Regions from separate parts of the Mus musculus genome. Here regions 1, 2, 3, 4, 6 and 7 are each linked to region 5. The links are chromatin contacts, called in public Hi-C, HiCAR-type, HiChIP or PLAC-seq and promoter capture Hi-C maps. All regions are on one chromosome and are shown on one strand. Each heading gives the region's core, a stretch centred on a gene start, on an enhancer-like site or on the middle of the called end of the contact. The rest is flanking DNA. Distances are from core to core; before and after follow the strand shown.

The links. A called contact is a pair of places that touch in the nucleus more often than the background predicts. HiCAR-type assays count read pairs that join an accessible place to other places. HiChIP or PLAC-seq counts read pairs in DNA pulled down with a chosen protein or histone mark. Capture Hi-C pulls out chosen DNA fragments and counts their contacts.
Region 1: a HiCAR-type map of embryonic stem cells shows a contact between it and region 5, with 4 times the contacts expected there. The contact joins the promoter of Tnni3 here to the promoter of Myadm in region 5. A contact is called at or near these places in 9 of 39 promoter capture datasets (the 3T3-L1 cell line, HPC-7-derived erythroid cells, cranial neural crest and 6 more), 4 of 115 datasets of contacts at active chromatin or transcription factors (embryonic stem cells, extraembryonic endoderm stem cells and pancreatic cancer cells) and 1 of 9 other capture datasets (liver).
Region 2: a Hi-C map of B cells shows a contact between it and region 5, with 7 read pairs. The contact joins the promoter of Tmem238 here to the promoter of Myadm in region 5. A contact is called at or near these places in 5 of 39 promoter capture datasets (cranial neural crest, liver, pre-B cells and 1 more), 1 of 484 Hi-C or Micro-C datasets (B cells), 2 of 115 datasets of contacts at active chromatin or transcription factors (embryonic stem cells and pancreatic cancer cells) and 1 of 9 other capture datasets (liver).
Region 3: an H3K4me3 HiChIP or PLAC-seq map of embryonic limb bud shows a contact between it and region 5, with 7 times the contacts expected there. The contact joins the enhancer-like site here to the promoter of Myadm in region 5. A contact is called at or near these places in 3 of 39 promoter capture datasets (the HPC-7 cell line, hippocampal neurons and pre-B cells) and 4 of 115 datasets of contacts at active chromatin or transcription factors (astrocytes, bone marrow-derived dendritic cells, embryonic limb bud and 1 more).
Region 4: a promoter capture Hi-C map of adipose tissue shows a contact between it and region 5, with 2.8 times the contacts expected there. The contact joins the promoter of U2af2 here to the promoter of Myadm in region 5. A contact is called at or near these places in 5 of 39 promoter capture datasets (cranial neural crest, hippocampal neurons, liver and 1 more), 4 of 484 Hi-C or Micro-C datasets (LSK cells, muscle stem cells, myocytes and 1 more), 3 of 115 datasets of contacts at active chromatin or transcription factors (astrocytes, neural progenitor cells and pancreatic cancer cells) and 3 of 9 other capture datasets (adipose tissue, liver and macrophages).
Region 6: an HNF4G HiChIP or PLAC-seq map of pancreatic cancer cells shows a contact between it and region 5. The contact joins the promoter of Zfp784 here to the promoter of Myadm in region 5. A contact is called at or near these places in 3 of 39 promoter capture datasets (frontonasal cranial neural crest, hippocampal neurons and maxillary cranial neural crest), 1 of 484 Hi-C or Micro-C datasets (B cells) and 2 of 115 datasets of contacts at active chromatin or transcription factors (bone marrow-derived dendritic cells and pancreatic cancer cells).
Region 7: a FOXA1 HiChIP or PLAC-seq map of pancreatic cancer cells shows a contact between it and region 5. The contact joins the promoter of Ppp6r1 here to the promoter of Myadm in region 5. A contact is called at or near these places in 4 of 39 promoter capture datasets (cranial neural crest, frontonasal cranial neural crest, hippocampal neurons and 1 more), 1 of 484 Hi-C or Micro-C datasets (cardiomyocytes), 1 of 115 datasets of contacts at active chromatin or transcription factors (pancreatic cancer cells) and 1 of 9 other capture datasets (liver).

Annotation. Positions count from the first base shown.
Region 1 is chr7:4,520,921-4,523,910 of GRCm38.p6, reverse strand. It overlaps Tnni3 (troponin I, cardiac 3), which reads left to right and starts at 1,383. Exons shown (of 8, transcript NM_009406.4): 1 at 1,383-1,606; 2 at 1,829-1,841; 3 at 2,009-2,095; 4 at 2,525-2,566; 5 at 2,817-2,948. The coding sequence starts at 1,596. It overlaps Dnaaf3 (dynein, axonemal assembly factor 3), which reads left to right. Exons shown (of 12, transcript NM_001033548.3): 12 at 52-978. The coding sequence ends at 595.
Region 2 is chr7:4,788,225-4,790,987 of GRCm38.p6, reverse strand. Tmem238 (transmembrane protein 238) reads left to right here and starts at 1,428. Exons shown (of 2, transcript NM_029384.1): 1 at 1,428-1,983. The coding sequence starts at 1,446. The coding sequence ends at 1,976.
Region 3 is chr7:4,426,166-4,429,006 of GRCm38.p6, reverse strand. It overlaps Rdh13 (retinol dehydrogenase 13 (all-trans and 9-cis)), which reads left to right. Exons shown (of 7, transcript NM_175372.4): 7 at 1,205-2,841. The coding sequence ends at 1,449. Among named protein-coding and RNA genes, the nearest start is that of Rdh13, 18 kb to the left of the region's middle. Within about 2 kb of position 1,541, at least 196 of the 459 cell types and tissues checked have an H3K27ac peak or open chromatin away from gene starts, as enhancers often do. A contact at or near this core is called in embryonic limb bud, where this site is marked.
Region 4 is chr7:5,060,785-5,063,528 of GRCm38.p6, reverse strand. It overlaps U2af2 (U2 small nuclear ribonucleoprotein auxiliary factor (U2AF) 2), which reads right to left and starts at 1,386. Exons shown (of 12, transcript NM_133671.3): 1 at 1,193-1,386. The coding sequence starts at 1,241. It overlaps Ccdc106 (coiled-coil domain containing 106), which reads right to left. Exons shown (of 5, transcript NM_146178.2): 5 at 2,744.
Region 5 is chr7:3,289,297-3,292,197 of GRCm38.p6, reverse strand. Myadm (myeloid-associated differentiation marker) reads right to left here and starts at 1,643. Exons shown (of 3, transcript NM_016969.2): 1 at 1,568-1,643.
Region 6 is chr7:5,037,067-5,039,842 of GRCm38.p6, reverse strand. It overlaps Zfp784 (zinc finger protein 784), which reads left to right and starts at 1,397. Exons shown (of 2, transcript NM_001039532.2): 1 at 1,397-1,508. The coding sequence starts at 1,431. It also overlaps a transcript of Zfp580 not described here.
Region 7 is chr7:4,657,561-4,660,396 of GRCm38.p6, reverse strand. It overlaps Ppp6r1 (protein phosphatase 6, regulatory subunit 1), which reads left to right and starts at 1,447. Exons shown (of 24, transcript NM_172894.2): 1 at 1,447-1,916.

The sequences.
Region 1 (2,990 bases), core at 134-2,633, 1.2 Mb before region 5:
TCACAGCTGGGCCAAAAGCCAGGTCTCCTCACACACAGTTTCCCAACATAGGTACTTGGTGGACCTGCGGCCCAAGGAGTTGAAGGCGTTCTCTGACCGCGTTGTAGAGATAGCGCGGGTGGCTGGGTTCGCCCCTCACACTGCAACCAAACCCTCGGAGACTTTTGCGAGGTTCTACAAGTTAGGGGACTCCACTCCGGGTGGCGGAGACTCAGCTGTGGAATCTGGACCCGCGCCCTCCAAAGTGGAATCTACCCGCGCCCCTCTCCCAGAATCGATAAGTCCGCCCCAGGCTAACCAGGCCCCCTCTCTAGAGGCGATGAGCCCACCCCTGGCTGACCTGGCCCCACCTCTAGAGACAATGTGTCCACCCCAGGCCAACCAGGCCCCTCCTCTAGAAGCGTTGAGCCCATCCAAAGCTGACCAGATCCCACCTCTAGAGGCGATGAGCCCACCCCAGGCTAAGCTAGTCCTGCCTGTAGAAGCAATCAGCCTTCCCCAAGCCGACCTGGCCTCTCCTCCGGAAGTGATAAGCCCACTCCAGGAAGCTATGGCAACGTCCTGGGTGAATGCACCTCCAAAACATGTAACATGAACCCCAGGGACCACGTAGCCCACCTTTAACTGCTGAAGCAGGCCCAGGGATTGACATCACCAGCTCAGCCCACCTGCATGCGGTTTTACTCTGCGTTCCTTCTCAACCCCAGGGATATGACTAGAACTTCAAATTCCTTTCCTGGAACTCTCGGTTGTACTATTTGGGGGGTAGGGGTGAGGGTGGGGGATGGGTCCTAGACTGTTATCTGAGACTTATCCTGACAAGGATCGAAGGCTGAAGGGACAACCCTGGGCTCCAGATCCTCTCTTTTGTCTTGGGCCTTTCTTGACATGCTGCTTTTGGGAAGGACAAGGGCATAGCCTTCCTTGAATGTGATTCAAATAAAAAGCGCAGGGTCACCTCTGTGTGTCCTGTCCTCAGTCGGTCTCCAGTGCCAAGAAGGGTGGGAGCAGCAGGGATGGGTCCCGATTGTGGGTTTGCAAGTGGGCTTGGCTGAATTTCACAGGAGTGAAGGATAAGATCCTTCAAACTAAACATGCCAGGGCCACTGAAACCGACAGAAACGTGGGGGAGAGAAAGGACACACTAGGTCCCAGAAAGACTGCAGTTCAGTGAGGGACCTAGGTGTGAGGACAGAAGGCCGGCATGGATTTCTGGGTATGAACATGGGAAGCTGAAGTCTAGACTCTTGGATTTGAGAGAAGAGGGACCTTGCTCCGGGTTTTCCTAAGTTTGAGGGAGGAGGGAGCTGGGGCGCTAGAGTCAAAGGAGGAGGGGTGTAGATCCTGGGCACCTTGGTTGACCCAACTGGAGCTTTGCACACGGCTCCCCTCACACCCTGTTATCGCTTATCCTGGGCAGGGGAGGAGACAGCAGTATATTTAGTCTTTGTCCTCGCCCCTTATCTCAGTGTCCTCAGTGAGGCTTGAGCAGCCCAGAGGAAACCCAACCTCTAGAGACCTCCAAGGTCACCAGGGACACCCTTCCAGGACCCTCCAGGAATCTCCGATCCTGTTCTCTGCCTCTGGAGATCATCATGGCTGATGAGTATGTGAATCTTCGTAGCCTTGGGGTGGAGACCTCAACAGGGAGAGGTGCGGTGGGTCTTGAGGGTGCAACCAGGTTGGATACTTGTCCTGAGAGAGTAGGAGGCAAGGGTGGTTGGATTTCTGTAGAAATGAGGTAAGAATTTGGGAATCAGACTCCTGGGGTTCAAGAGTCAGGGGACCACCATCAGTGATTTCCTCTTCACGGTTTCTCTCTCTTCAGGAGCAGCGATGCGGTGAGCTGTGAGCTAAGAAGTGGGGTAGGGAACCTTCGGTCCAGAGTGGGTGCTGCAGGGAGAGGACTGGGGACCAGTGGGCAGGGGAACCTGCCGCTAGAGGTGAGGTATCCAGGAAGGGCTGGATGGGAGGGTTTGGGTAGTGATGTAGCCTGCTTCAATTCCAGGCTGGGGAACCGCAGCCTGCGCCTGCTCCTGTCCGACGCCGCTCCTCTGCCAACTACCGAGCCTATGCCACCGAGCCACACGCCAAGGTGGGGCGGGGTCCAAGAGGATGGGCTTCTGGGTTCAAGAATCCTCTGAGACCCAGAAGGGGGCAGGACCAAGGCCCTGGAAAGGGGTGGTAGGGTGATGGGCAGAGCCCTATGGGTGGGGCAGAATTTCAGAAAGGTTCAGGTTGGGCTTGGTGACAGCGGCCTGTGGTTGGGGGGAACTTGCCTACAGCAAGGTTTAGGCGTGAGCGTAGTGGTTAGCAGTGAATAGATAGGCAGTGCGTAGCTCTAGTCGGAGACAAAGATTGGTAGATGGGACCGAGGAGCGTGGCTTCCAGTGGACTCCGCGTTCTGGTTGAAGAATGTCTGACCCGAATGGGTATGCACTCGAGTGGGTCGTGATGCCTTGCAGCTCCACCCAGTGTCCACTTTGGGACCTCACACTGACCTTTCTCCATATCACCTTGGCAGAAAAAGTCTAAGATCTCCGCCTCCAGAAAACTTCAGTTGAAGGTGATGATGAGGTCGCAGTGGGTGGGCTTGGGTGGGCGGAGCTTTGGGGGAGTGGTTTCGCTTCCGGAGTGTGTCAGTCCCCGCCTCCCCCGCCCCCCCCCCCCACGTGCGCGCGGGCAGAAACGAGGCAGGTTTTGAATAAAAGACACAAACTTGGATGTTCGGATATTCTGTCTCTCTGGAGGATGGAGGGAAATTTGTTATTCTTATACTTTTTGGGACTCTGTTGTCTGCTCCAACCATTCCGCAGACTCTGATGCTGCAGATTGCGAAGCAGGAGATGGAACGAGAGGCAGAAGAGCGACGTGGAGAGAAGGGGCGCGTTCTGAGGACTCGTTGCCAGCCTTTGGAGTTGGATGGGCTGGGCTTTGAAGAGCTTCAGGTACCAGTTTACAAAGCAAGGATTCCGGATAAGCCTGGGACC
Region 2 (2,763 bases), core at 179-2,678, 1.5 Mb before region 5:
AAGGGGTAGATGTGTGGAAGATCAGGACTTCCCTATAATAGCTGTTGGGTCCTCCTAGTGTGGACCATGGCTTGGCCCAACCATTTGCCTGTGCCATGATGCCTCTCAGTTCCAGAGTGACCTGGCCATACCCATTAAATTCTCTCTAAGTTGGAGCTGGTGAGATGGCTCAGTGGGGAAGAACACTGACTGTTCTTCTGAAGGTCCTGAGTTCAAATTCCAAACAGCCACATGGTGGCTCACAATCATCCCTAACGGAATCTGATGCTTCTGATGTGTCTGTTTTGTTGTTGTTTTTTTTGTTTGTTTGTTTGGTTTTTTTTTTGTTTTTGTTTTTTTTTTTTTTTTTCGAGACAGGGTTTCTCTGTGTAGCCCTGGCTGTCCTGGAACTCACTCTGTAGACCAGGCTGGCCTCGAACTCAGAAATCCGCCTGCCTCTGCCTCCCGAGTGCTGGGATTAAAGGCGTGCGCCACCACGCCCGGCTTCTGATGTGTCTGAAGGCAGCTACAGTGTACTTACATATAACAATAAATATATCTTTAAAAAATAATAGCAAAAAGGCCACAGTTTTGGTTTGGTTTGACTTGAGTCAGGATCTCTCTGTGTGGCCCTGGCTGTCCTGGAACTCATTCTATAGACCAGGCTGGCCTCGAAATCAAGAGATCTGCCTCTCAAGTGCTGGGACTAAGGGCATGGGTCACCACTGTCAGGCTAAAGCTACAATTTCTATGCCATCTCCTCAGGGACACCTTTCCTGAGCACTTCGGGAATTGTGGCTAGGAACAGGAAGGCAGGTCTTGTCAGGCTAACATCTGAGCACTAACAGAGCCCTGAGCTCAGTATATTGTGTACACAAGGTGTCAGCTGGCACCTGGGAGATGGGTTCATTGTATTCCCAGGTTGGGTTAACAAGGCCCTACACTCACAAGAGATCTCAAAAGACAAGCATGGAGACAGCTTCAGGGCTCTGGCTGCTGATTCTGTGCTCCAGAGAATGTTGTTGTTGCTGTTGTTGGATTTTATGCTGTGCAGGGCATGAAATCAAGAACTTCGAGCATGGTAGGCAAGCACTCCACCAAGCGAGCTACATACCAACATGCCCGGTTTTTTGTTTCTGATCCCCATTTTGTTTCACTATGGACTTGGTGGTACAGGTAGCCCTCGGGAGACGGGCACTAAGTAGAAACACTATCTAGCTACATTATGCCACCCTGAAATTTGGCCCTAGTCATCTGGCACTGCTTAATGGACAGGGTCGTGCGCCGCTGATCCTCCCAGACCTTTGAGCTACACAAGAGACTCATTCGGGCCACCAGGTCCAGGCTGTGAGCTCAGGTGACCATGCAGGCACTGGGCACACCTGGCGCCGGGCCCTAACTCCGCCCCGGGAAGCCGCACCCCGGGACGCTGTCGGGGAGCAGGCGGCGGCGGGCCACCGAGGGCCATGGCGGCAGCGTCACCGGTGTGCGGCTCGCAGGCGTCCGCGGTCGGCGCCTCGTCCCCACCCGCGCCCGCACCGGCTCCAGCGGCCGGCTTGGGCCGCTGCCGCATGGCGCTGCTGCTGGCCGTGGCCTTGGACGTGGCGGGCATGGCGGCGCTGCTGACCGGCGTGTTCGCGCAGCTGCAGGTGCGCGGCCGCGACTTCGGGGACCTGCTCATCTACTCTGGGGCGCTGCTGGTGTTCTTGAGCCTGCTGGGCTGGATTCTCTGGTACACCGGCAACATCGAGATCTCGCGCCAGGAGCTGGAGCGTGACTACGGCCTACGACCCTCGGCGATTGCCCGCCTGGCGCGCAAGCTGTCCCGTCGCTGGTCGGCGCCCGCCACCGCCAGTCCCCGGACCACAGCCGGTCTCCGCTCAGCACGCAGAGCGAACCGCGCGCCCCAGCCCTCCTCCTCCGGCTCCCGCCGCGTGCGCCTGCAGCTCGCCACGCTTGAGGCGGGGTCCGTGGCGGCAGGCACGGGCAGCGAGTGAGCCCCAGGTGAGGACACCAGAAAGAATGAGATGTGGTGGGGAGACGGACATGTCGCTGGAAGGGGAAACTGCAGGAGAGTGAGTCAGAGATAGCAGAGACTCGGAAGGATGGGTGGGACAAAGTTGGGAGTCACAGCACGCCCTCCTCCTTTTGCTCCACGTGCACCAGGCCTCATGCCATCCTCCCTGTAGCCAGTTCTCTGAGCTCATTACTGTTACTGTACAAGAAGCTCCGAAAGTAGGTGACACTCTTGTCCGGACCACACAAATGTACAAATGAAAGAGTGCCATTCATCCAGACAGGCGGTCCTAATGTGAAGTCAGAGGCAAAGAAGAACCAGTGGGCACAGAGAGGGAAAGCACCCTTGTTCCTTTCCCTTTCTCTGATATTTAAGACAGGGCTTCACGGCTGTCCTGGAACTTGATATGTAGACCAGGCTGCCCTTGAACTGAGATCAGCTTGTGTCTGCCTCCGGAGTGCTGGAATTAAAGGCATGTGCCACCACTCTTGGCCCTTTATTAGTGTGTGTGTGTGCGTGCGTGTGCGTGTGCGCGCATTTGTGACACAATGTTTGTGTTGCATCTATTCTCTTTCCAGCATGTAGGCTTTGGAGATCAAACTCAGGTCAGCAGTTTGGTGGCAAGCACCTTTACCCAATGCGCCATTTTTTTTTTTTTGAGACCCCTGTATTTTCTTTCTTAAATTCTCTCCAGCTTTCCTGCTTCTTTCTTGCCATCTCATCAAACCCAGGCCATTGACTGATGTGTAAAACCTCTGCTTTTATTT
Region 3 (2,841 bases), core at 292-2,791, 1.1 Mb before region 5:
TGCTGTGTTCGGTTGATATTCCTGGGAGGCCCGCTCTTTCCTGAAGGGAAATAGAGGAGGAGTGGATCTGAGGGAGAGGGAAAGCAGGAAGGCAAACTGGGAGAGTGAAGGGAGGAGAGGCTGCGGTTGGGATCAACGGTGTGAGAGAAGAAGTACAAGAATGTAGTCTGAGTCAACAGAGCACTGTGGCAGGCATTCATAATGCCCGAGTCACTTAGTGGGCATGTATTAAGAATTTTAGCGTGAGAAGACCACAGAATCGAGGGCTGGAGATGTCGCTCAGTTGGCGAACTGCTTGGCTATCTTTCTGGAGCCCTGGGGTTGATCTCCAGCACCACATAAAATCAAACACTGGGATTTGCCTCCCAGCACTCTGCACATAGAGGCAGAGGGAAGGAATTTAAGTTCATCTTTGGCTGTATAGGGAGTTGAGGTCAGGGCCAACCTGGACTACACATGCCCTGCCTGAGACACATGCCCTGCCTGAGACACATGCCCTGCCTGAGACACATGCCCTGCCTGAGACACATGCCCTGCCTGAGACACATGCCCCTGCCTGAGACACATGCCCTGCCTGAGACACATGCCCTGCCTGAGACACATGCCCTGCCTGAGACACATGCCCTGCCTGAGACACATGCCCTGCCTGAGACACATGCCCTGCCTGAGACACATGCCCTGCCTGAGACACATGCCCTGCCTGAGACACATGCTCTGCCTGAGACACATGCCCTGCCTGAGACACATGCTCTGCCTGAGACACATGCCCTGCCTGAGACACATGCCCTGCCTGAGACACATGCCCTGCCTGAGACACATGCCCTGCCTGAGACACATGCCCTGCCTGAGACACATGCCCTGCCTGAGACACATGCTCTGCCTGAGACACATGCCCTGCCTGAGAGGAAAAGATTATTTCTAGGAACAATACATAGAATAGAGGAAAATGTGCTTTCATTTTTCTGGGAACACTCAGGGAGGCTTCCTATAGGAGGCCGCTTTTGGATTCATCTCTCCTTTTGGAGGAATTTGTGGGGTGTTGCCTGGGACGGGCCATTTAGGTAGAGAGAACTGCAGACACAAAGGCCTGGAGGTAGGTTCCCTGGGACTTCAGGGCAGCTTCCAGCCTCCAAGGCTGGGTTTTGGGTTCCCTGAGGGTGGAGCAGGGGATTTTTATTTTTGACTGTTCTGTGGTTGATTGTAGGGCCCTTCTTCTGGCTGCTGTTCAAGAGTCCCCAGCTGGCGGCCCAGCCCAGCACATATCTGGCCGTGGCAGAAGAACTGGAGAATGTTTCGGGGAAGTACTTTGATGGACTCAGAGAGAAGGCTCCATCTCCTGAGGCTGAAGATGAGGAAGTAGCCCGCAGACTTTGGACGGAAAGTGCCCGTTTGGTGGGCTTGGCCATGGCTCATGGATCCCCTGGGAGAGGACATGCCATTCCCAGATAACCTTCAGAGACCCAGATGGAGCTGTGTTACCAAGACTGCTGCTGGCCATGCTCTCATCATCCTCTAGGGGCAGTATTGGTACTATTAGAATCTCAAGACTGTGGATGTTGGCTGCCATGTCCTCATCATCCTTTAGGGACAGTGTTGCACTGTTAGAACTCAAGTCTGTGGATGCTGGCTGCTATGCCCTCATCATCCTCTAGGTGGCAATGTTAGTTCTAGCATTTATCGTTAGCTGGCTACATTGAGTTGGACCACAGGTAGGCACTGGCTCAGGGGATGGCAGGTCCATGTACTCTGTTGGTTACTGGGGAGATGGTCCATCAGGTGCCTCCTTTAGGAATCTAAAAGGGGAGGCTGATAGGGGAGACAGTCACTCTGGTTATGGGCAGTGTCCAAAGACAGTGGACACCAAAGCTGCTGTGGTGGACTGATTGGTCTACTGTTAAAGAGCAGGCATAGCTATAGATTTTTGTGGGCCCTTATATACTCCTGCCTCCTCTCTGACTTGGCTGTTGTTCTAGTTTGCTTTCTGTTGCTGTGATAAACACCATGACCAAAATCAACCTGGGGAGAAAAAGGGCTTATTTAACTCACAGGTTATAGTTTATCATGGAAGAGGCAAGCCAGGGCAGGAACTCAGGACAGTAACTTGAAGCAGATACCAATGGAGGTGTGCTCACAGGCATATGTCAGGTACCTTGCTTTTATTTTTATTATTATTATTATTATCTTTTTTTTTTTTTTTTTTTTTTTTACAGAGAGGGTCTCACTTTGTAACCCTGGCCTTCCTGGAACTTGCTATGTAGACTAGGCTGGCCTTGAACTCACAGAGATCTGCCATGCCTGGAATTAAAGGCATGTATTACTATGCCTGTCCCAGGTACCTGTGCAGGCCTACCTGTCCAAGGATGGCACCATCCACAGTGGGCGTCTACCTCCTACATCAGCTAGCAATCAAGAAAATGCTCCACAGACAATCCCTCAGGACAGTCTGGTCTAAGCAGCTCTTCACATGAGGGTCTCTCTCTGTCTTTTACGAATGTCAGGTTGACAACCAAATGAACCAGACAGCTCTTGATTGCAAACTGCAAAGGGTCACTGCTCCCTTAAGGATGGTGTGGGTCTGAAGCTCTCGCCAGACTCAGAAAGGGCAGCCGTGGACACCTTGTGTGCTGGACAGTGGCTGTGATCCAGTGGAAACCCTGGCAGACCCTGTCTTGGTTAGCCCCGAAGTGCTCAGGACAGAGTGGGATGAAAAGCTGCTAGCTGCTGCCACAGAAAACCAGCGTGACCTAGGATCAGGATCTCTCCAATTCCTGTGTAATTTTAACTGTAGACTCTTAAGCTTGTTGTTTGATTACAGTAACATGTTAGGGGTAGTGGCACATA
Region 4 (2,744 bases), core at 137-2,636, 1.8 Mb before region 5:
AGCTCACCAAGGACACTCAGAATAATTACTTTTCCACGTGTACTGTTTTAGCTACTCTCTCCTCAATTCCAGCTTCATTTCAAATAATTCTCAAGGTCTCATCCAGTGCCCCAACACAAGACAGCTTAAGTCTCAACCCTCAAGAAATTTAAACTCTTCGGTCTCAAAAAAGAAGAGGTTGTAGAGAATGTCTTGTAAATCAACGTTTTCCTCGGTATCCCTAAATCCGCCAGCACCAACATAGCCTGCTTGCCTTTCTGATCCAAATTCATAGTACAAGATCTTACCTTGGGAGCACCTGCCTCCACTAACCTGTTAATGGGCCAGCTCCCTCTTCCCCATTCTGTTGAATATTTTACAATCCCTATAGTGTAACTGGCTTTAGGTACCCGAGTTTGGAATGATACAGGACCTGGGCTTTGCCTAAAACCGATAAGTTTAGGGATTGTTAGGGATATGGAAAACAGATATTGTCTGCCGCCAAAAAAAGCCCCAAGGCATACATGATTTATGCTCAACAGGAGCACAAAGAACGCAGACTTCCCTCTTTGGCGGGCAAACAAGTGTAGGACACATTTTTATCTAAGACACCGCAAAGCCGGAGACGGAGACGGAGACAGAAACATCGAGGTAGGAGAGTTCTGGAGAAATCAAAAAAATATGAACAGGCTCGAAACCTACAAGCAGCGGGAGATTGCACTGCCAGTCCACGTGAAGGAAAAGGAAAGGAGGGGGGGGGGCTGATTCACCACCGCCATTTTGGAAACAAAGGGGGCGTGGAGAAAAGAAAAGTACGCACGACCGGAAGCGGAAGTGCCAAGGCAGCAAAAGAAAATGACAGAATTTAGAGACCAAAATTCATCTTTCTCAAGTAAAAGACAAAAATTTAAAACGACAACAGAAAAGCTTCACATTACGGAATCCCGCGCGCTCTCAAGGCATCTACTTAACAAAACGCGCCGCCTCCGCCGAGACCACGTGGGCGCGGGCTATTGCGGCGCGCACGCGCCCTGAGCCTCGCCCGCCACCCCTTCCCTCAGCGCCGAGAGGAGGTCACGTGAGCTCGGCGCGCGCGGCACGGACGGGGGGGTGGGGGGGTAGCGTGCGGCCCTAGGGAAGCGAACAAGAGAGGGAAATGGCGGGGGGGCACAGGGCGAAGCAAGAAGCCACCCCACAACCCCGGCGCCCTCACCTTGTTTATTCTCGTTGAGCTGCCGCTCGAACTCGTCGAAGTCCGACATGCTTAGGCGGCCGCGTAGGGCCCTGTGCAGCTCTCGCCTCGCCTTGCCGCCCGCCCGCTCCGGCTACTTCCGCCGCTGGCTTCGGCTACTTCCGGCCCCCGCCGGCACTCCGTCGCCTACCTAATCAAGCCCCAAGCCCCGCCCCTCCCAGGCTCCACCCCCTCGTCCCGCCCGACCCGCCCCCCCCCGGAACTTCCCCGAGCTCGGCTCCGAAGCCTGTCGGCTGTTCTCGGACGGAGCAGTCGGAAGGCGGCGGTCGCCGTCAAAATCACCCGAAGCGAGGATTATGCCGGCTGCCCGAGTTTCGGTAACTTTTCGGAAACTAGCGTTTCAACGTTCGGAGGATTCCGCGAGTCTTCGCGTTCCCCGACACCAGCCCCCTCTAAAGACACGGATTTTCCTACAACTCAAACCGTCTGTCTCTGGCCTCCTCTGGAAATCCGTCCCACCCCTCGCCGACCCTGTCCAAGCGGTCAGTCACTTCCAACAATCCTAACCGTCCGGGCCTTCGGCTCTTTCCGAAGGTTTCCAGCGCTCGCTCACCGCCCCTCTAGAGATTAAGCCCGATTCTAGTCTTCGGCTCTTTCCGGAGGCGCCACAGGGTCACTCCGCCCCTTCCGGAGAATATCGGTCCCTTCCGCCACTGCTTCGGGAAGGTCTCACGCCCAGGAGGGAAGTTCGGCTCTTTCCGCTCTTGCTTCGGCTCCTTTCGGCTTAAAGACCCGAAAAGGGAGGGAGGACTGATGGGAGGTGGGCCAGATAGCTACGGGGGAGGGGGCGGGGTCTCAGCTTTCGGTCCCTAGCTCTCTAGGAGAAAACTGAAAAAACTGACCTCGCGGAAGGCCAGAGAAAGTGTGTGGGACAGTAGCAGCCAGTGCGACAAAGGGTGTTCGAGGCCGCTGCGGAGGTTGTTAGCTCAGCTTGGGACGCCTGCGCACGGTGATTGGAGAGGGGTTTCTGCGCCTGCGTAGCGGTCTAGGGCACGTTTTTCTCAGCGCTCCGGAGGATCCGCCATTCTAAATCCACATTGCGCGTGCGCCCGATCTCCTCCCACACACCCCTTCCCCCACCGCCAACCTCAGCCCCCAAGGCACTAACTTCAAGACGGTTAAACCTGACTGCTCTCTCCCGGTTGCCAAGGCAATCGCGTTAAATTGTCCGCCCCTGCTCCTGCTGCGCAAGCGCCGAATGTGACACCTCCGAGAGATCTCCTGACCCCTGGCGGGCAGGCGGAAAAGAGTCTACCCAGCGCCCCGGTACCTCCTCCGGGCTGGCTCAGCTAAACGTTCATTGAATCAATGCCCCAGGCGCTGCCTTCTTAAAGTCGTCTTACCTCAGTTTCTCCTACTGCTCCGCTTCCCACCTCTGCCTCCTGGGGCTAATTACACCCTACCCTCCCCAACCTCTCTAGAGGCTTCTGGCTGAGCGCTCCTGTCCCAGTCTCCGTGGCGACGGCCACCCCTTCCCAGCATATTCCCTTCCTAGTAAGACCTGGGGCCCAGT
Region 5 (2,901 bases), core at 394-2,893:
GCAGAACAGTGTTCCCAAAGCACCGGTAGAGGCAGGATTGGAAATTCGAGGCCTTCTTGGGGTCACAGAGAGAGTTCAAGACCACCAAGGGGTGGGGGTGGGGATGGGGGGAAAGGAAGTCAGTAGTGGTGAGGTTTTAAGTAGAGTATTTGACTAGCATGTGTGAGGTACTAGGTTCAACCCCTAATGGGTGGGACTGGGGCTAAGGGAATGAGACTCCTTAAAACTCCTTCAATCTGATGGAGCTCCAGGACACAGCTCTTCCTTGGCTCCAGGCAAGAACTCATGCAGGAGTTGCAATTCTCCCTGGGAACTAGAAGCCTCCAGGGCACTTGGGAGTTGAGACAGAAAGGCAGAAACCCCCAGCTCCCACCAGGATTGGTTTTTTTGGGAAGCCAGGCACCCCGCACTATAATAAGTGGGCAACAGATCGCCTGTAATCTCAGCATTTAGGAGGAAGAGGCAGACGGATCTCTACAAGTTCAGGGCCAGCCAGGTCTACATAGCGAGTTCCAGGACTACAAAGGCTATATACATAAAGCCTGTCTTTAAAATTTTTTAAACAAAAACAAAAATGGCGGGTTAGTGTCCAGCATAAATCCTTCTGTCAGGGAGAAAAGTTAGGAAAGGAGGAATAGAAAGAAAGGAAGACCTTAGGAGAGGTAACGGAACTAGTGATAGAGGCCTCCAGCATCGTTTGAAGTCATTGCTCAGGAATGCTCAGCTAAAGACATAAGCAGGGTGAGGAAACGCCCCTAGAGTTTCCTCCTAGGTCTAGTTCCACTCTCAGGGCCACACCCAGCACCCCTGCTACCATCCCCAATGCCACACTCCTGAGGTCATCCATCACTCCACAGACAGGGCACATGCTGGGCACAGCCCTGAACAGACTCCAGGCCACGCCTCACACCAGTGGTGGGCTCAGCCGTAAGCCTTCAAAGATTCCTACCTCCCTCCCCCCAGCCCCCCCCCCATACTCTAGTGCGGGTGCAGGCCTCTGGGAGGGTCAGAACAAGGACTTTCCCCTCCTGAGTCCCTCCAGGTATAAGCACCAGGTATAAGCATCCAGGAGTTCCATCTTCTCGGATTCAGGGATCTATACTCAATCTTTCCGAGTCTTCAAACCAAGAGTCGAGATCCCAGCCCCTCCCTTCTTCCGTCCCAATTCAAACTCCAGTACCTTCTCCCTCAGAACAAATTCAGACCCCCAACTTCCTCCAGATTAAGGTCTGAATCCTGCCCTCCTCCCTGAGACCCATCTTAAATACAGATCCCAAACCTTTTTGGTCAGACCTAGGAGTCTAGATCCCATCCTACCGCTCTCAGCCTCAAGGGTCCAAGTACCACCGTCCTTCCTCATACCCACGTGCCCACTCCCCAGTCCCTCTTCTTTCCCATGTATGACCTGTATGAGCTCAGATGTTCAGCCTTTCATCCAGAGCTTGAGTCCTGGTCCAACTGCAGTGTTTCTAGGGATCCAGACACCTGAATCCGTGCCCACTCCTCTTTCTAGAACCAAGGATCCTGGACCACAACTCCTTCCCTTTGGGGGTCCCTGCAGCTTTACCTCTCCAGGCAGTGGCGACTGTAGCACAAACAAGGACGACAGCTGCAGACCAAAAGGGTCTTAGGACTGGGTGGAGTTGGCCAGCTGAGGAGCGCGCGAGGGAGGGGTTGTGGGCGGGGTTTGGGCCTGGCTAGGGCGGTGAAAAGGGACTTTCCCTTCATTCAGGCTATCCCTGGTAGGCCCCGAAGGCGGGGCTAATGCCACACCACGCCCCCAGAAGGCTAGCGTCCTGGATCTCCCGCCCTACCAGTGAGGGGGTGCAGAGCTGAGGTCACCGTAGCCGTGGAGACAAAACAGGAAGACACAGCAGCTGGAGGGGTGGGGTCTCCTGGGGGCTATCCTCCCTGTCATAGCTCTAGAAAGAAATCTTCAGGGTAGACCGGAGAATGCTGTTGCCATAGAAACGTACTTGTTTATGATTTGTTTCAGATAGAGTCGTCGCCCCCCCCCCACTAAGCCGGGTCCCCACGCCTAGTCTCACCTCTCATTCAGTTCTCCCGCTCTCCGCCCCACGCCTCTGTCTATCAGTTCCCCCACGATACCCAGAAAAAGGAAATCTTACACATCCAGGTCCCAGCAGTTTGAGGGTCAGCTAGACCTCTGTTTAACGGAGTCTTGTCTACCTGAAGCAGAATTTAGGGTGCCAGGCCTTGAGCTTAAGCTACCTTGACTAGTGAGGGCCCACCCCCAAAAAACAAAGACTAGATTCCTTCGTTTAGGGGTCTGCATAGAGAGTGGGCCATATCTCCAATTACACTGTAATCATGGCCTGAGGACCCTTGGGCCAAGTCTCAGAAGATCACAGCCAGGAGACGCGAAAGGATGATGGATAGTAGCTAAATTCCTGGAAATTTGGAGGGAGGGTACCAGATTTCTGAGCGTTCAGTTTTCAAAACATATGTGGTTGGTTGGTTGGTTGCCTGAGTCTAGAAGGGCACGCTATTTTTGGCCTGAATTCCTGCCTTCAGGACAAAGGGAGAGACTCAGAATCTTTATGAGGACAGGGCTAGGGCCCGGAGCTCTGGATTCTAGGTTCTATCATATGGGAAGGATTCCTCGGGCCCTATAGTACCGGGAGGAGAGGGGCAAAAGCAGGAAAGAGATGCAGGATTGGGAAAAAAAAAAAAAAAAAAAGTCGGATTTAAGGGCCTGAAAGAACTCGACTGAGCCAGATGGGAAAAGAAGCTGAAGGTCGCGATGCTGGAGGGACCTTTAGGTCTCTCCTAAAGGTCCCAATGCTGGCCCCCTGGGCAGGGCGGAGACCCAGGACACCTGGTTCCCTCCCTCCTGGCTGCACTCACTCACCCCGCTCTGCAGCGGTCCCGGGCGCGGCC
Region 6 (2,776 bases), core at 148-2,647, 1.7 Mb before region 5:
CATTTGTTGATTTTTCAGAGGACCTGGGTTTGGTTCCAGCACCCAGATGACAGCTAACAACCCTCTGTAACTTCCCCATCTCAGATGTCCATGAGTACTGCAAACAAGTGGTGGACAGACAGAGCACCCATACGAGGAGGAGGGAGGGGGAGGGGGAAGGAAGGAAGAAGAAGAAGAAAGAAGGAAGAGGAGGGAGGAAGGGAGGGAGGAAGGAAAGAGGGACAGAGGGAAGGAAGGAGGAGGAGACCTTTAAAAATCAAAATAGAGTTCAAGGCCAGCATAGACTACATAAGTTTGAGGTCACCTTACTGTATGGGGCGTAGTCAGAAGGTAGGAAACAAGGAATGAGTGAAAATAGGAAGAGAAGCCAGGCAGTGGTGGCCCATGCCTTTAATCCCTGCACTGGGGGGGGCAGAGGCAGGTGGATTTCTGAGTTCGAGGCCAGCCTGGTCTACAGAGTGAGTTCCAGGACAGCCAAGGCTACACAGAAAAACCCTGTCTCGAAAACAAAAACAAAAAAAGAAAGAAAGAAAATCCCATAAGGAAACCCTGTCTCAAAAAAAAAAAAAAAAAAAAAAAAAAAAAAAAAAAAAAGGAGGAGGAGGAGATGATCACAGAAGTGTCCTGACTTATCAAGTCACAAAGTCAGGCCCTAGAGTGAGTTTAACTCTCAAAAGAGCCCTGTCCTTAGTGCTGCCGAAAACCCTCTTTGAGCTCTTTTCTCCCAAACATCACAGCAACTGAGAGGGGTTAGCTTCCGTCTGGAATCTTACCTGAGCTCATGAGTCTCCTCCTCCTTCTTTTTTTAAAATTGGTTATTTTCTTTATTTACATTTCAAATGTTATCCCCTTTCCGGGTTCCCCGACCCCCCACTCCCGAATGAGTCTCATTCTTGACACAGACTTAGAAAACCTCCCATTCATAAACTGAACCGCTACCTTTTGCACCATGAATTGAAAGTAACCTCAGAAACGTTAGAATCTCCCATGCCTTTAAGTTCACATAAGCAAACTTCGGGCTCACCTGCAGTTAGTTTTAAAAGGGGATTTGGAAGGCCGATCATTATGGCTCAGAGGCCAGCAGATTTCTGTGAGTTCGAGGCCATCTTGGTCTGCAAAGAGAGTTCTAGGCCAGACAGGAATACATAGTGAAAACATGCCTAAACAATAAAAAGTGGGGAGACATTGGAATGCGTCGCTAGGGTGTGGCCGACCTTCCAGCTGCAAGTTCAGTCAGCCCATGCGGAGGACCGACAGGTTTTGAAGACCTTTTGCCGGATTCCGCCTATCCTACCCCGCCAGGGCCCCGCTCATCTACCGGTTATGATCCCGCCCCTCGTCGACCTGCCCCGCGCTTGCGCAGCGCCGCCAGCCCGGCCCCGCCCTTCGCGGAGCAATCTTTGCCCTCAGGGACCGGGCTTAGGTACAAGATGGCCGCCGCGCGCCCGGATCCCCCGATTCCGAGCTCACCGACCCGGGAGTCGCCATCCCCGGAGCCGCCGGACCTGGTGCGGGCGACGAAGGGGTCTGGGCCGGGGGTTCACAGCGAAGAAGATCGCAGGGCAAGGGGCGGGGTCAAGGCGGGGCCTAGAACAATTGGGCGGGGGTATGGTAACCCTCTGGGGCGGGGTTTAGGGAGGAGCCTATGGGGAATGAGGAGCGAGGCCTGGTTGAGGCGGGTCTTGAAGACAGCTTGTGTCTTGGGCTTGGTTGGGTCCAGGGAGAGGACAAGGGAGCTTGCATAAAGAAGTGTGGCATCTTAAGAGGGGCGGGGCACCAGGGAAATTATAGGGCTAGTGGATGGTTGGGAAGGTGACCCCAAAGGAGAGCTATAATTCGGTCACCGTGTTGGGATGGCATGTGATGATACAAGGACTGACTGCCTTACAAATGCCCAAGGGAGGAGAAATGGGTGCTTCGGATGACTTTAGAACTTATAACTAGTAACTGGAAAGTAACTGAAAATATTGGTTCATTCAGCAAACATTTAAAGCTCCAGGGGACCAAAATGGACAACGATTGCGTCCTCTTGCAACTTGCAGTCTTATGAGGAGAAAAAGTGACGATAAAGAGTATTGTAATATGTCCTATAAGAGAAATAAAAGGTGCACTTAAGAGTGGGGGTGGAGCAAGCTAAATTTAAATGGCAGAAGTCAGCTGGGTGCCGGCTTATGGTTGCAATGTAGTCAGTGAGATAAGCAGGATCCAGATCGTGTTGGATATTATAGGAAGGACACGAGGTTTTAAGTGCAATCGGAGGACTTGGAGTGGCGAAATGTCATGACCTCATTTGCATTTTCCAAAGTCCATTTAGGGTGCTCTAGAAGAGGTGGATAATGAGGGGCAGAAGCAGGAACAGGGGTTACCTCTGAGTGGTGTTTTTCATTCTAAGGGGGGAATTATGAGACTTTTAACTAGTACAGAGGAGAGGTACCACCGTGTCTGTGGTATATTTGGGTCAAGAAGGGGAAATGCCAGAACAAGGATCCATCAAAAATTCGGTATCATGGATAACAGGGTTAAGAAATCAAGGGATACGGCTGGAGAGATGGCTCAGCATTTAAGAGCCCTGGCTGCACTTTTAGAGGTTCAGTTCCGGGCATCCGCATGGAGGCTCACAACCACCTGTGACTCCATTCCTAGAGGATCTGACCCTCACTCCTGACCTCCATGGACAGTGACACACACAGTGAACACACATGCAGGCTCTCACACAGAACAGAACATGAAATACTTGGGCTTGATGGCAAGCGCACGCCTTTAATCCCAGCACTTG
Region 7 (2,836 bases), core at 198-2,697, 1.4 Mb before region 5:
TGTCTTTTCTTGCTGTGTTGTGCTGGGACCATCTGTTCTTTAACACACACACACACACACACACACACGTACTTTTAAAAACATATTTGAGTGTATAAAGAGGGGCATGGCCTGTGAATGGAGGTTAGAGGACAGTGTGGGGCATTGATTCTCCCTTTCTCCCATGTGGGTATTGGGATCGAATTTTAAGTTGAGCCAGGTTATGGGCTTGCACAGCAGCCACCTTTGCCCATGAAGCCAGCTCGACATCCTTGAAGTTTTGTGTGAAAGTTAATCTTCATTGCCAAGTTGGCAGGATTTAGAATCACCATGGAAACACATCTCCAGTGTGTGTATGAGTTTCCAGAAAGGTCTAACTGGGGAGAGAAGACCCATCCTGGAATTGGGGGTGGGGTGGGGGGGGGGGGCAGGCTGAACTTAAAGGAGACAGGGAGCAGAGCTAGTGTTCACTTTTAATATGAAGGTGCTCTCTTACACAGAACTCAGTTGATACAAGATCGAACAAAAATTAAAAGCAGCACAGCCCAGGAGAGACAAGACGAAAAAAATTACTGACAGGTGTTAATCTGTGCAAGTCCATTAAAGCCATTTGAGAAGGGGTGGAGAAAAATATCTACATCCCTTGAAAGTCAAAATAATGACTGACGTGAAATGTCCCCGAAATATAAAGTCCTAATCTGCTGTTTTAAAAAAGGAAAACTAATGTTTCTTACATGCATTTATCTAGTCCTTACAGCTGACCTCTAAAACGGGCACGAAGGAGCAGGGGATGAAAGTTGGGGTAAACCGAGGCTCAGCGCTAGAAAAGGCCCTTTAGTGACTGAATCCCGGCGTTAAGGGGTTCCTCCCGGTTGTTACAAGAGGAGGCTTTGTGCAGCAACTGGCAACAGTAGACGCGGCTTGGGCAAATGCCTGAGTAGGAGGTCAGCCAGAAAACCTCGGCAGACGCTTAGGCATCCGGGACGAACCCGACTGAACAAAAGCAACCAGCTTCGCGTGAGGACGAAAAGTTGGAATGGATTTCTTAGGAGTTGACTCGAGTCAAAGAAATATGGTTGAAGGAGTCGGAATAACAATCGGATTTCCGAAGGTAGCTTTCAGGGCGAAAGATCCTAGAACCGAATATTCAGCGGATTTTGGAATGTAGTCACAGAAAACGGGGTTCTGGCTGCAGCAGCGCCTGCGCACTGGGCCCTCTAGGTTTATTCAGGGAGAGAACATTGGCAACCGTGGGCACGGACAGCCGCGGAGTTCCGGAGTGGGCGGGTTCTGGGCGCCAGCGCTCACCGCGCACGCGCCTCGCCAGGCCGACCTAGCGGCCTCTCGCGCACCTGCGCACGGAGAGCGACCACGAGAGGGCGGAGCCTGTCTTCTTGCGTCCTCCCGCGCTCGGGGCATTGTGGGACAGTGGCGGAGGTAGCCCTGCGTCGGAGGCCTTAAGGTGGACGGCTGGGGCCGGGGAGACCCAGCCGCTTCGGGTGACAGTAAAGCCGAGGGGACGGGCGTCGGCTCTCGGTGCAATTCTGCACCCGTCGGGCTGCGGAGGCTTCTTTTTCCTGTCCCGCGGGTGCCGGCGTGTCAGTGTGTAACCCGCGGCGACTTCCCCCGTCGCCCTGCTTCGGAGGCGCCTGCGCGGGCCTCGCGTCGGCCACGGAGCTCTGCGGTGGAACGAGTGCGCCTACTTTTTCGCGACGACCCGAACTCGTCGAAGCTCGGTGGTGAGGCAGGGGATTCCCTGTGACTGGAGGGCGCTTGCGCGGGTTCGCGAGCTCCGGCCCGGGCGCCTGCGCGAGCCCACCGGCGCCGCCCCCGCCCCTCTTAGCCGGCCCCTCGACAGGGCCGGAGCCGCCGGCGGCGGGGCGGCAGGGGCGCCCCGATGAGCCCCGAGTGCGAGGAGCCGCCGCCCCCCCGCGCAGGTGAGCCCCGCAGCTGCCTTCCCGGGCGTGCGCCTTCTAATCCGGAGTCTTTTCCTCAAATCTCCCTGAGCGCCCCTGAGTCTCTTAGTATCCTCCCTTTCACTCCCTAAGTCTTTTAGCCACTTGCCAGTATCATCAAGTCTATTTCCTGTCGCCGGGCCTGTGTCTACTTCGCTGTCATTCCCAGCCCGTCTTCCTCGTCTATTGGGGACCCTCTCTAAGTCTCTTAGACTCTTCTCCCCGCAGCCCCCAGCCCCCATCTCTTCCCACTGGGATCTACATCACCTCCACCTATCATTCTGACTCAGCTCTCTTGGGATTTGGGCCCACTCCCCTGTCCCCCCTGTCGTAGTCTTCCTCCTCTAGGGTGCCTTTCTCTTTCCTTCCTCTTGCCTGCTCTTTTGTGCTCACCTCTGTGTCTACCTACTCTTTTCACTCTCACCAGCCTTCGTGGACTCTTGACCTTTTTGTTTCTCACCCTCTGCTCAGGAAGGCAAGGTTAAACAGGTCTTTTCCTTCGCCTTGGCTGTGGCTGTCCTGTCCCTGTTTGTCCCTAGTTTCCTGTGGTGAGGAGGCACTTTGGAACCACTGTTTGGTGCGCTACTGGGTATTCTGTGAGATGAGGCCCATTGAGGGCAGAACTTGGTTGCTGGGTCCAGGAGGGAGTGGTCAGTGGAAGTCCCTGGTACTTTTATCTACTCAGGGAGCCAAAGGCAGAGCTGGACAGTCACAATTACTGTGTGTTGTGATGGTGGTAACCCAGGGTGCTGTGGCAGCAGGCCGCAGAGTGGGAGAGACTGGTGAGACCGGCCGGATGGGTGACTTTTCTGTCGAGGAAGGCTGAGTGGGAGTTAACAGATGGAGAGTGGGAAGAAGAGCTTTCCAGGTGGAAGAAACACCGCGTGCAAATATGTGAAGGT